Linked DNA regions of Sus scrofa: region 2 is linked to region 1. Evidence: chromatin contacts called from public Hi-C data. All regions are on one chromosome and are shown on one strand. Each heading gives the region's core, a stretch centred on a gene start, on an enhancer-like site or on the middle of the called end of the contact. The rest is flanking DNA. Distances are from core to core; before and after follow the strand shown.

The links. A called contact is a pair of places that touch in the nucleus more often than the background predicts.
Region 2: a Hi-C map of liver shows a contact between it and region 1, with 4 times the contacts expected there. The contact joins the promoter of LMF1 here to the promoter of GNPTG in region 1. A contact is called at or near these places in 1 of 5 promoter capture datasets (liver) and 1 of 47 Hi-C or Micro-C datasets (liver).

Annotation. Positions count from the first base shown.
Region 1 is chr3:40,532,136-40,537,844 of Sscrofa11.1, forward strand. It overlaps GNPTG (N-acetylglucosamine-1-phosphotransferase subunit gamma), which reads right to left and starts at 2,082. Exons shown (of 10, transcript XM_021086862.1): 1 at 1,971-2,082; 2 at 1,786-1,843; 3 at 1,638-1,705. The coding sequence starts at 2,022. TSR3 (ribosome biogenesis protein TSR3 homolog) reads left to right here and starts at 2,087. Exons shown (of 7, transcript XM_005655151.3): 1 at 2,087-2,276; 2 at 2,369-2,588; 3 at 2,988-3,181; 4 at 3,529-3,705; 5 at 3,878-3,941; 6 at 4,246-4,280; 7 at 4,392-4,638. The coding sequence starts at 2,165. The coding sequence ends at 4,429. BAIAP3 (BAI1-associated protein 3) reads right to left here. Exons shown (of 35, transcript XM_021086856.1): 34 at 5,264-5,628; 35 at 4,422-4,659. The coding sequence ends at 5,525.
Region 2 is chr3:40,838,008-40,843,716 of Sscrofa11.1, forward strand. It overlaps LMF1 (lipase maturation factor 1), which reads left to right and starts at 3,235. Exons shown (of 11, transcript XM_021086874.1): 1 at 3,235-3,464. The coding sequence starts at 3,278.

The sequences.
Region 1 (5,709 bases), core at 832-3,331:
GGATCTCTCAATGCCATGAGCTGTGGTGTAGGTTGCAGATACAGCTTGGATACTGCATTGCTGTGGTGGTGTAGGCTGGCGGCTACAACTCCAATTGGACCCCTAGCCTGGCATCCATATGCCATGGGTGCGGCTCCAAAAAAAAAAAAAAAAAAAAAGAGTATTTGGAGTCTTGGAGTTCCCGTTATGGGTCAGGGGTAACGAACCAACTAGGATCCATGAGGATGAGGGTTCAATCCCAGAGCCTCCCCCAGTGGGTTAGGTATACGGCACTGCCATGAGCTGTGGTGAGGATCACAGAATCGGCTCAGATCTCGCGTTGCTGTGGCTGTGGTGTAGGCCAGCAGCTGCAGCTCCGATTCAATCCCTAGCCCGAGGACTTCCACAGGCCGCAGGTGCTGCCCTAAAAAGCCAAAAGAAAAAAAAAAAAAAAAAAAGAGTACATGGCGCAGCAGAAACGAATCTGACTAGGAACCGTGAGGTTTCTGGTTCGATCCCTGGTCTCACTCAGAAAGTTAAGGATCCAGCGTTGCCGTGAGCCATGGTGTAGGTCGCAAACTCGGCTCGGATCTGGCGTGGCTGTGGCTGTGGCGTAGGCTGGCGGCTACAGCTCCAATTTGACCACTAGCCTGGGAACCTCCATATGCCATAGATATGGCCCTAATCAAAAAAAAAAAAAAAAGCCAAAACAAAAGAAATTTGGATTTGGTTTTTCTTTTTTTAAATAGTGATTTTTATTTTTTCTATTACAGTTGATTTCTTTTTTTTTTAAATGGCAGCACCCACAGCACCTGGAAATTCCTGGGCCAGGGAGTGAATCCGAGCCACAGCTGTGACCTCCACTGAAGCGGCGGCAACCCGGGATCCTTTAACCCACCATGCTCCACCAGGGATGGAACCTGGCGACAAGGTGACCTGAGAGGTTGCAGTCGGGTTCTTAACCCACCGCATGACAGAAGAAACTCCTGGATTCCTGTATTTACTAATCATTTAACGACCTACCAATTGCACTTCTGCCATGGGCCTAAGGAGATCATTCACCTGAGTGTAGAAAGAGGCAGCCCCCAGGGGGGATGTGCTCCTCAGCACTGTTTCTAACGGCCGAAAACCCTAAACACCACCCCGCTGGACAAGAAAAGGATGCAGAGCCGAGTTATGAAACACTGGGCACCAAGAGCAAAGAGTGAAGACCCACATCTACCAGGAAGACGCACAGTGAAGCGAGGATAGCAAACGAGAAAACATGTACCGCTCAAAAGGGGAAGGCAACGATCAGAAATTACTACACTTTTTTTTTTTACTTGTAAACTTATGCATGTAAAAGCATAAAAAACGTCTGGGAGAACAAACACCAAACTGTTAACAGACTTCACCTCTAAAAAAAAAAAATTAAGGGTTAAGTCTAGGGTAACTCCTCGACTTGGTACAATAACGTTCTCGAACGTTGGCGCTCACCTGACATGGTTTTAGAAGGCCGACAGAGTGCATGAGCCTCCAGGCCTTAGCCTTCAGGGCCCCTCATCCCAGGCTTCCCTTCCCTCTCCCGCTTCCCTGGAGCAGGCCCCCGAGAGTTGACGCCGCCCGCCTGGTGGGGAAGCCAGGCCGGCTCCCTGCTCCCTCCGGGCCCCCGAACTCACCAGACACGGGCGAAGGATCCCTCTTGGGCTGGAGGCGACTGGTCTGGGGCATGAACGGGTTGTTGAGGCTGGAGGAAGCAGGAGGGTCAGGGAGAACCGGGTCTAGGCCGCCCCGCCCCGCCCCGCCGCACGCCGAGAGGCCGCTCACCCGAACGTGTTGGGCTCCTCCACCACCTTCATCTTGGCGGCACCTGAGCGCGCGGGCCCTGCAGAGAACAGGTGGTGAGGACGCGGGCGGGCAGCGCGGGGCAGGGACGCGGGGACGGGAAGAGGGCTCCGGGGAGCAGGGTACTAGGCAGCGGCGGGATGCGCAGGCAGTCCGGACACACTAACCGCGTTCCGCGAGCCCTAGCAGCAGCACAAAAGCCGCCATCCTCGCAGCCATGGCACCGCGGCCGCGCGTGATCACGTGGGCGCCCGGGTCACGTGAGCACGGAACCGGAAGTGGCGCCCGGCTCTTGCGCAGGCGCGAGGCCCGGCTGCCCGCGGAGCTGTGAGCCCGCGAGCCCAGGACCCCGCTGCTCGCCATGGGCCGCCGGAGGGCAGCTCGCGGGCCGGGGGCCGAAGACGGCCACGCTCGACGCCCCGCGGGCCGCTCCCTGGAGGCCTTCGCCGAGGAGGTGGGCGCCGCGCTGCGTGGTGAGTGCGGCGCGATCGGGAGAGGGTCGGAAGCCCAGGGCCAGACTGTGGAGCAGTGCCTGAGACCATGTCCGCTTCTCTGACCCGTGCAGCGTCCGTGGAGCCAGAGGCGGCCGAGGACGAGGGCAGCCCGGGCCCGGCGCGGCTGCCTTGCGCGCTGGCCATGTGGGAGCTAGGCCACTGCGACCCCCGGCGCTGCACTGGCCGCAAGCTGGCCCGCCTGGGACTGGTGCGTTGCCTGCGCCTGGGCCAAAGGTTTGGCGGCCTCGTACTCAGCCCCGTGGGCTCCCAGTACGTGTCTCCTGCAGACAGGTAGGCGCGAGAGGAGGGGGTGTGGGAGCAGGGATTGGGCAGGGTGCCTCCCCGGACTCCTTCGTTTTGTTGTTTTGTTTCCTTCGTTTTAATAAGCCCCTGACTGTGGCGCATCCTTCCTTTCAAGGCTCACCTATTCCTATTGATCTGTTTGGCTTACCTCATTGCTTAGTGCAGAGCCCAAAATGTAGCGCACTTCAATAACCGTTTGTTGAGTAAATAAATGAGCTTTCTCAAGGAACACCTACCCCTAACTGCCTCAAAAGCCTGGCTCGTGAAGGTTTTTGGAGGTGTCTGGGGTGAGGGAATGATGCCCCTGAGTCGCCAGGGAGGCCAGTCTCCAAGGACATACCTTACCTGGGGCCAGAATCACGTTCACCCCTATGCTGCTTCTGGCAGACAGTTGGTAGCACAGTCTGGGGTCGCTGTCATCGACTGCTCCTGGGCCAGACTGAATGAGACACCGTTTGGGAAGATGCGGGGGAGCCACCTGCGGCTCCTACCCCACCTGGTAGCCGCCAACCCTGTGAACTATGGCCGGCCCTGCAGGCTGTCCTGTGTGGAGGCCTTCGCTGCCACCTTCTGCATCCTGGGTGAGTGTCAGGGCCTTTAAGTCCTTGCCCTGTGGGGTTAAGGTAGCAGGAGAACAAACAGCTGGCCTGCAAGTCTCACCACCGCCCTGGGAGCCCTTTGTTACCCCGACTCGTCCCCAGAGAATTTATGGTCCATGTGGAGGCCCAGATGGGCAGCCCATGAGCCTCCCTGTGGAGAAGGAGTTAGTGGGCTACAGAGGCAGAGGCTGGTGAGTGGGCATGGGCTGTCTGGACCATGGGATGGTGTGGGCGGGACTTGTAGTTCCTAGGACAGCAGGAGCCAGCAGCATGGGTGACGGGAGAAGGGCTGTGCACATCCTTGGAATTCCTGCTTCTGGCACCGACAGGCTTCTCAGACCTTGCTGTCCTTTTGCTGCGGAAGTTCAAGTGGGGCAAGGGCTTCCTAGATCTGAACCGCGAGCTCCTGGACAAGTATGCAGCCTGCAGTGGCCCAGAGGAGGTGTTGCAGGCAGAGCAGGAGTTCCTGGCCCTCGCCAAGGAGCACCCAGAGGAGGAGGAAGTCGGTGAGGCATGGCATAGACACAAGCCCTCCCGGGTGGGAGCCAGGACCCTCCAGGCCTGCCACTTCCTTCGAGAAGCCTGGGGACTGAGGGACCTTCCTGCCAGGCTGTGGGACACTTGGCTCTGAGCCAGGCTCACCTACAAGTCACTTTCCTCTTTGATTCCTTGGTTCAGATCCCTTTGACGTGGATTCAGGGCGAGAGTTTGCAAATCCCAACAGGCCCGTGGCTGGCACCCGGTAGGTCCTTGGGATTCCTAGCTTGGTGGCACCTGAGACCCAGGGCTTCTCTCTGCCTCTGGCCTCAGCCCCTCTTGCTGTGGCGTGTGGGGCGGGGGGCTAAACATCCCTCCCCGCCCCCGCCCCGGGCTGCTTTTCTGTCTCTGGAAAAGGAAGGGTGGCATGTCCTGCTGCAGAGGTTTGGGCTTAGAGAGTACAGGCTTGAGGCCTCTGTCCTCAGCTCAGGAGCTCTGAGGAGTGAGTGGGCCCCAGGGGGTCGCCTGGGCCTGGCCAGTAAGAACGCACCCTTCCCCCCATCCCCCAGGCTGCCCGTGGACAGGGCGGACAGCAAGAGTGAAGGTGAGTCTGAGGAACTCGGGCCTGACCCTGAGGACGGGGGAAGTGGCAATAGCAGCTGCCCTGAAGAGGAAGAGCTGCCACATCAAGGGGCTGAGGCCAGGGTCCCCACAGAGATTTGGAAAGGAATCAAGAAACGGCAGAGAGAGTGAAAGCTGCAGACGTATATTTTTGGAGGCCGAGTGACAAGAAGCTCTAGAGATGACAGCGGGACTTGTGGGAACACACACACGGGCCTGGCAGCCTCAGCCCCTTGCAGCTGTCAGAGGACCGGACTCTTGTTTGTTCTCCCAGCGCTTCTCACACAATCTTGCTCTGGGTCCTGCCGCAGAGACCTCCCAATGAAGCTGTAAGCCAAGGAGACTCCTTTGCTGCGCTTGCCCTGGGGATTTGGGCGGGCTCTCAGCCTCCAGTAAGGCAGACCTTGCCTGCCAGCAGCCTGGGCATGGGGCTGGGGTCTGTGCTTACACCAGACAGTTGGCATGGAGCCCCTTAACTGCCCCCCCCAGCCTCCCATGGTGACCCCAGGGGACCCTCTCCTGGGCCTGTGAGCTGGGTAGGGTCTGGGGGCCTGTGCAGCTCTCAAGAACATCCCCCTCCACATGCCCCCTGGGGTGGAGGGTCCCCAAAGAGGATAGGGACACTGCTGATGGTCACACACTCCTTCAAAGCCTGGGCTATCCAAATTGAAAACCCAGGCTGCCTGCCTCTCCACCTAATGAGGCCTTGCCCTGGACCCAGACAGACGGAGGCCAGAGCTGCTTTTAGGACAGGGCTCTCCCCCGTGGGCACGGGTGACGTCTGGGGGGTGTTCTCGGCAGGCTGTCAAGCAACATCCCTGGCCTCTGCCTTCACCCACTCCCAGGTTGTGGCTGGTACCGCCTAATGTCCCCAGAGGGCAGGGCCGCCCCCCTGAGAACCCTTCCCTGAGACTGGTGCCCTGTGGCCCTGTGGGGGTGGAACCAGAGGAAGGTGGGGCAGCTCACCTGGTGGCCAGGCCTGTGCTCTCTGCTCTGAAGGGGCAGCTGCTGGTGGGCCCCGCTGAGGCCGCCGCCCAGATCCAGTAGGGTGGGGCTTACCGGGCACAGAGGGTTCACAACACACACCACATGGACATGGCCAGGGCAGATGGGAGCCAGGGAGTCGGCCACAGCATGCACACGTGAAACGGGAGGGGCCGCACAAGCCCTGGCTGCACAAAGCTGACCACGGGGGCCTGGGGAGGGCCTGGCCCACGGCCCAGGGATTCAGGGGTCCGCCTCCATGTACTTCTCCAGCTCCTTGAGTCTCTTGACAAACTCCTGCGCCTCTTTGTTGGTGCGGCCCTCCAGCATCCTAAGCGCAGACCTCACTGCCGGCAGGCGGGAGGGCGGAGCCAGCGTGAGCCCCCGCCCCGCCCCGCCCCGCCCCGCCCCGCCCCGCCCAGCAGCTC
Region 2 (5,709 bases), core at 1,985-4,484, 310 kb after region 1:
GGCCACACCCGAGGCAATATGGAGGTTCCCAGGCTAGAGGTTGAATAGGAGGTGTAGCTGCTGGCCTACCCCACAACCACAGCAACATGGGATCCCAGCCGTATCTGTGACCTACACCACAGCTCACAGCAACGCTGGATCCTTAACCCACGGAGCGAGGCCAGGGATCGAACCTGCGTCCTCATGGATGCTCGTCAGATTCATTTCTCCTGGGCCATGATGGGAACTCCGTGGGGGTGTTTTTGTTTTTGTTTTTGTTTTGTTTTGTTGCCATGCCTGTGGCATATGGAAGTTCTCCAGCCAGGGATTGAATCTGGGCTGCAGCTGCAACCTATGCCACAGCTGTATCAATGCCGTCTCTTAACCCACTGCACCATAGGGGGAGGTCCCAAATTAAGTATTTTTAGGCGTACAATTCAGTAGCATTTCATACATTCAGCATGTGTGAGCATCGCTGCTATCCAGTTTGACAGTATTTTGGTCCCTCCACACAGAAATCTTTTCCCTGTCAGCAGTCGCTCCTTGTCTCCCTCCCCCAGCTCCTGGGAACCACTGATCGAAGCTCTGCCACCGTGGATTTGCTTATTCTGGACGTTCCATGTAAACGGAAGCATACAGTATGTGGCTTTGTATGCCCGGCTTCTCCCCGAGCACGGTATTTTCAAGGCTCGTCTCTGCTGCAGGCGTATAAATGCTTTACTCCTTTTTATGGCTGTGATACACCTGTGGACACTTGATTAAATTCAGGCAGAAACAGGCAAGAACTGGGCCCCGGGCCAGCCTTTCCTCAGCCAAGCCCTGCTCCATGGGGTTCACTCCCTGGAAGGTTCTAGACCCTGAGATAGACTGGACCTCTGCGGTCAGCTCCCAGGAAGAGACATGAGAATATGAGCTCCCGGCAGACCTCTCCGATGGCCTTGCCCACCCTGGGCAAACCCGGGGAGGGAGCCCAGAGCCCAGTGAGCTGGAGGCTGGACAAGGGGCCCCTTTCTGCTCCGCACAATGTCCCATTGTACACGTCTCAGGGGGAACAATGCAGCCCTGGCCAGGGGAAGCTGAGGACAAAGGGCCCTTTGTGAGAACTGTCCCCACCTGAAAAGCAGCATCCAGGGTCACACCTGACAGTGGAGCCGTCCCTCCTCGCCTCTGTCCCCTGCTCCGCTCCCACATCCGGGCAGGGACCCAGGGGAGCTCGGGCGGGCTTGGCCGGATTCTCCGTGCTCCCCCCAGACGGCTGTGCGGGCTCATCTGGGACTCGGCACCTGGACAACTGGCCGGGGTGGGGGAGGGGAGGGGCAGGTTGTGGGTTCGTGTGGAAGGACCTGGAAGCAGGACTCCGGCCGGGGCTAGGTGTTCCTCCACTCCCCCTCAGGCTCACGCTTCCCTGCGGGGGGCTCTTCAGGATGCAAAAGACGTTTGTACCCTCCATGGAAAATCTGTCTTCCAGGTCCCACTTCTCAGGTGGGGTCCCAAGGAAGGGTTTTTCATGGACAAGAAAAGGAAGGTTTTTTTAAAAAATCACATTGTAGGAGTTCCCTGGTGGCCTAGTGGGTTGAGGACCTGGCATGATCACTGCTGTGGCTTGGGTTTGATCCGTGGCTTGGGAACTTATGCATGCTGTGGTCTTGGCAAAACAAACAAACAAACAAAACAAAAAAAAAATCACTAAGATGCACGTAGATGCTATTACCCCAACACTGGGGGTGGGGAGCAGCAGCTGGAGGCTGCAGAGAGGTTCCAGAAGTGTCTAGTCTGGACTAATTCGGGAGATCCCTTGTCCAGAGCCAGTTCTTGCCCTTATGGAGCTCACAATACAGACGGTGAAGAGATAATTAAACAACCGAGAAAGCCTGATTATTTGACTATGTAAATATCGATCATTTATACATCAAACACTAGGAACAAGATGTGAAAACAAAAAACCCAGGACAAAAATTCACAGTAGACACACAAGAAAAGGATCTTTAACACGTTAAGAGTTTTTACAAATGAATAAGGAAAAATCCACACCTACTGCAATCATTTCCTTCCAAGTACTCCACAGTTTACCCCAAACTCTGAAGGCGCTAATGCCTACTCTCTCACACACCTTTCTTTCTTTCTTTCTTTCTTTCTTTCTTTCTTTCTTTTTTTTTTTTTTTTTTTTTTTTGCTTTTTAGGGCCACACTAGCAGCATATGGAGATTCCCAGGCTAGGGGTTGAATCGGAGCTACAGCTGCCAGCCTCCACCACAGCCACAGCCATGCCAGATCCTTAACCCACCGGGCGAGGCCAGGTATCAAACCTGCAACCTCATGGTTCCTAGTCGGATTCTTTCCACTGCGCCACGACAGGAACTCCCCACACCTCTTCTTTCCTCTGAAGATTGCCTAGCACTCCACCCGCTGAATGACACCTGTCCCGTATCCTCAGAATGTAGAGTTGCTGGAGGCTTCCTGGGGTTCTGTTGGGTGATTCACTGGTCAGTAAGGGCTTCCCTCCTCTGAATCCTCAGCCAGCCACTTTCCCCCCTTGGCTAGAGGTCCAGTCTCGAGAGCCAGGAGAAGTGCTAAGGGGACTTGGTTGCCCTGTGCAGAAACTTCGGGGGTGGGGGTGGGGGTGGGGAAGAGAGCTGAAGGGTCTGAATATTAGGACCCAGGTGCTGCCTGAACTGTCTGTCACTAGCTGTGGAGCCACCACCCCAGCATCCTCCTCAGATAGCAGAAGTGGGGAGCTGGGAAGGGACCCCTTCGAGGCAACTGCCCACCCACTCCTCCTTCTCAATGCAGGCAGAGGCAGCCTGGAATCCTGGGGTGGTGAATCCTGCTCGGCCTTTCCTCTGCGCGAATGTGAGTTCCACACACAGCCAGGGCATGCAGAGGGAGCACGGTAGCCTCCAGGGTTCTTGGCTGCCCTCATCTCAGCCTCCCTGGATGCATATCACATCGTCAGACACATGCTTTCCAAGAGCCTCCTTCACATTGCGTTTCTGCCTCTGAATTCAGTGCCTCCCGCCCTCCCTAGAGTGAGAGTCCAGGAGGGCGAGCTCCTGGGTAGGGGCGTGCACTGGGGACCTCTGCAACCTCGGCTTATTCAATGAACGAGTGAGTGAAGGAGCGACGCGGTCAACCCGGCTCCCGCAGCGGCGCCGCCAGTCTTTCAGGCGCGAAGCCCCCGACCCCCGCAGCAGCAGCGCCCCCGAGCGTGCGCGCGGCTGGCCGCGGCGCACGTGAACCTCCAGTTGTGGGCGGGGCCTCTCGGCGGGGGCGGAGCGATCGGCGCGCGGCGTCCCCCGCGCATGCGTTCTGAGGGCCCGGCGATGGCGGCGTCCGAGGATCCCCTGAGGCGGCGGAAGGCCGCGGCCGCGGGCCCGGAGCCCGCGTCTCCGCCGGGGCGCGACCCCATGAGCTGCCCGGCCCGCTTCCGCGCGGGCACCTTCTGGCTCACCAGGGTCGTGCTCCTGAAGGCCCTCGCTTTCGTTTACTGTGAGTCCGCGGGGCCTGCCCGATGGTGCCCCTCCACGCGCCCCGCCCCCACAGGCCGTCCCCCCGCGGGCTCCCCGCCGAGCCCCGGCCGCGCGCCCCTCCCCCCTGCCGGGACCGGGGGCGCCCACGCCGACCGGGCGTCCGTGGGGCAGCGGCTCCGCTCTGCCGCCTGCAGTTCCACGGTCTGCGGCGCCTGCGGCCTCCCCGCGGCTCGGCAGCTTTGAGGCACGAGCAGCAGGTGCGGACTCACCTGCGAGGTGGGCGCTAGCCGGGTTTGACCGGGCAGAGCCTCGCGGCCAGCCCCGGCCCCCCTGCCTCCCGGGTCTCCTCGACCACAAGGCTGGACCCCCGGGTGCCCCCCAGCGCGAAATACACACGCCCGCCCTGGTCCCCACGCCCGGACGGGTGCAAACGCCCGAAGCCGAGCAGGGCGTCTGAAGCCCAGCCGGGCTTCTCAGAGGAACGTGGCCTTGCGGGGGCCGTGGGGGTGGGGGACAGTCCACGGCAGGAGTGATCTGGGGCCAGCGGGCAAGTCCCCCTTCCGGAGGGTCCAGAGGGCGCTGGTCCCCGGCGCGGCGAGCCGGCTTCGTTTCCGACGCGTTGGAAGGGGTGGACATGCAGCTCTTCGAGCCGGCGTTAGAAGGGGGGGACATGCAGCTCTTTGCACAGCGGCCTTCAGCAAACACTGAGAGGGCTCCGCGGGGCCAGGTCCCGGGGTGGGGCCGGGGGGTCCTGCGAGCCCTTCGAGGGCCGCCGCGTGCGGCGGCGGGCAGGGATGGGGGGGTTCAGCCCCGCCTCCCGTGCGCTCTAAGTTACCATAAAAAATAGTTCTTGCCGGTATTGCTTTAGTCTCCACGGGATTGAATAATCATTCCAAACGTTTGAGCTGTCATTTTGCGAAAGATGGAGTCAAGGCAAAGTTAATCTGCGAGACTTTAATAGTCCCTTAAACCGTCGCCGTAACAGTGGAAAAACCCCGGTGGGTGGCTCCGCTCGCAGAGAGCGCCGCTTAAAACCCTGCTCGGCTTTCCAGGGAGTGGGGCTGCCTTTGATCTCCACAGGGATTCGCCCTTCAATTCAGAAGGGAACCGTTTCCAGCCACCGGGGCGAGCAGATATTTTAAGCCTGGTGCTGAGTACAGAATGATTTGCCCTGGCAGATGGGTTTTTTCCCCTGGCTTCTCTCTATTGGGGGTGGCGGGGCGGTAGGGTGGGGTTCAGCCGCTCGAAGAAACCAGTTTTTCGCATCTTCCGGGCGGAGAGGGTCTCTGGCTGAGATGACCCGGGCAAGGAGGCAGTCATCCTGCCTTGATCTCTTTCTGGAGAGTTGTGGGTCTCACCGCAGACTCCCTCTGAGCCCCTTAACTCCCGGGGAAATCCCACAATGCCATGGGCTCTGGGCACCTTTCCCTGACGTTGGTACACTTGTTCTCTGGGACTGCCAGGCTGGACAACAGGCGTCTGCACAGCTAACAGTTCCTAAGCCAGGAGCCTGTCTGGTGTCGCCCTGGGAGCTCCTTGCATCCAGGGACGGTTTTCATACCTCCATCCTTTGTCACCTGGGAGCAGCTCCCCTTCCATAAATTTCCTTGCCTTTCTGCGGCCTTTATCAATACTCCGTGTCACCACGGGATACTTTTCCAACTGTGTTCCCCCCCCCCCCATCGGCACCCTGGCCGTGACACTGACGGCGCAGACTGCCCACCCGAGAGGCCTCTGGTCCTCTGTCATTGAAGTCCTAATTCCTTGGATCTCCTTTCTTATTTGGGGGTTGTTCTCTCTTTAAAGCGTGCGCACCCAGTCCGCTTTCTAGCAAAGAGCGTGGAGAAGGTGAACTGTCTGTGTCCTTCTCGGTCGCACAGAAGTCGCCCGGGCCTGTGCTTCTTCGGAGCTCGGTGGCGTCCAGGAGTCTTATACGGCCTGACTCCTGCTCCCTGGCGGGTGACCGAAGGGAAACACTCTGATTTCTCCTGCTCACATGCCTCTGACCTCGACCGCGCGCGTGGGTTTTTTCGCACACCGATGAATCCTCTGACGGTCCAGACACTGCTCGAGGGGACGCGCTCCTTCTGACGCCAAGTGCCCGGCGTCCGCGCAGACCCCCCCCCCCTCGGTCCTGGCATCCCCTGTGCTTCTGAGCGACCAGCCGTCCATCAGGGCCCGGGCCCCCTCTGGTTCCACACCTTTGCCGGAGCGCTCAGAGGGCTCTGAGAGGCTTGGCCTGTGTTCACGGTTCATCGTGAAGG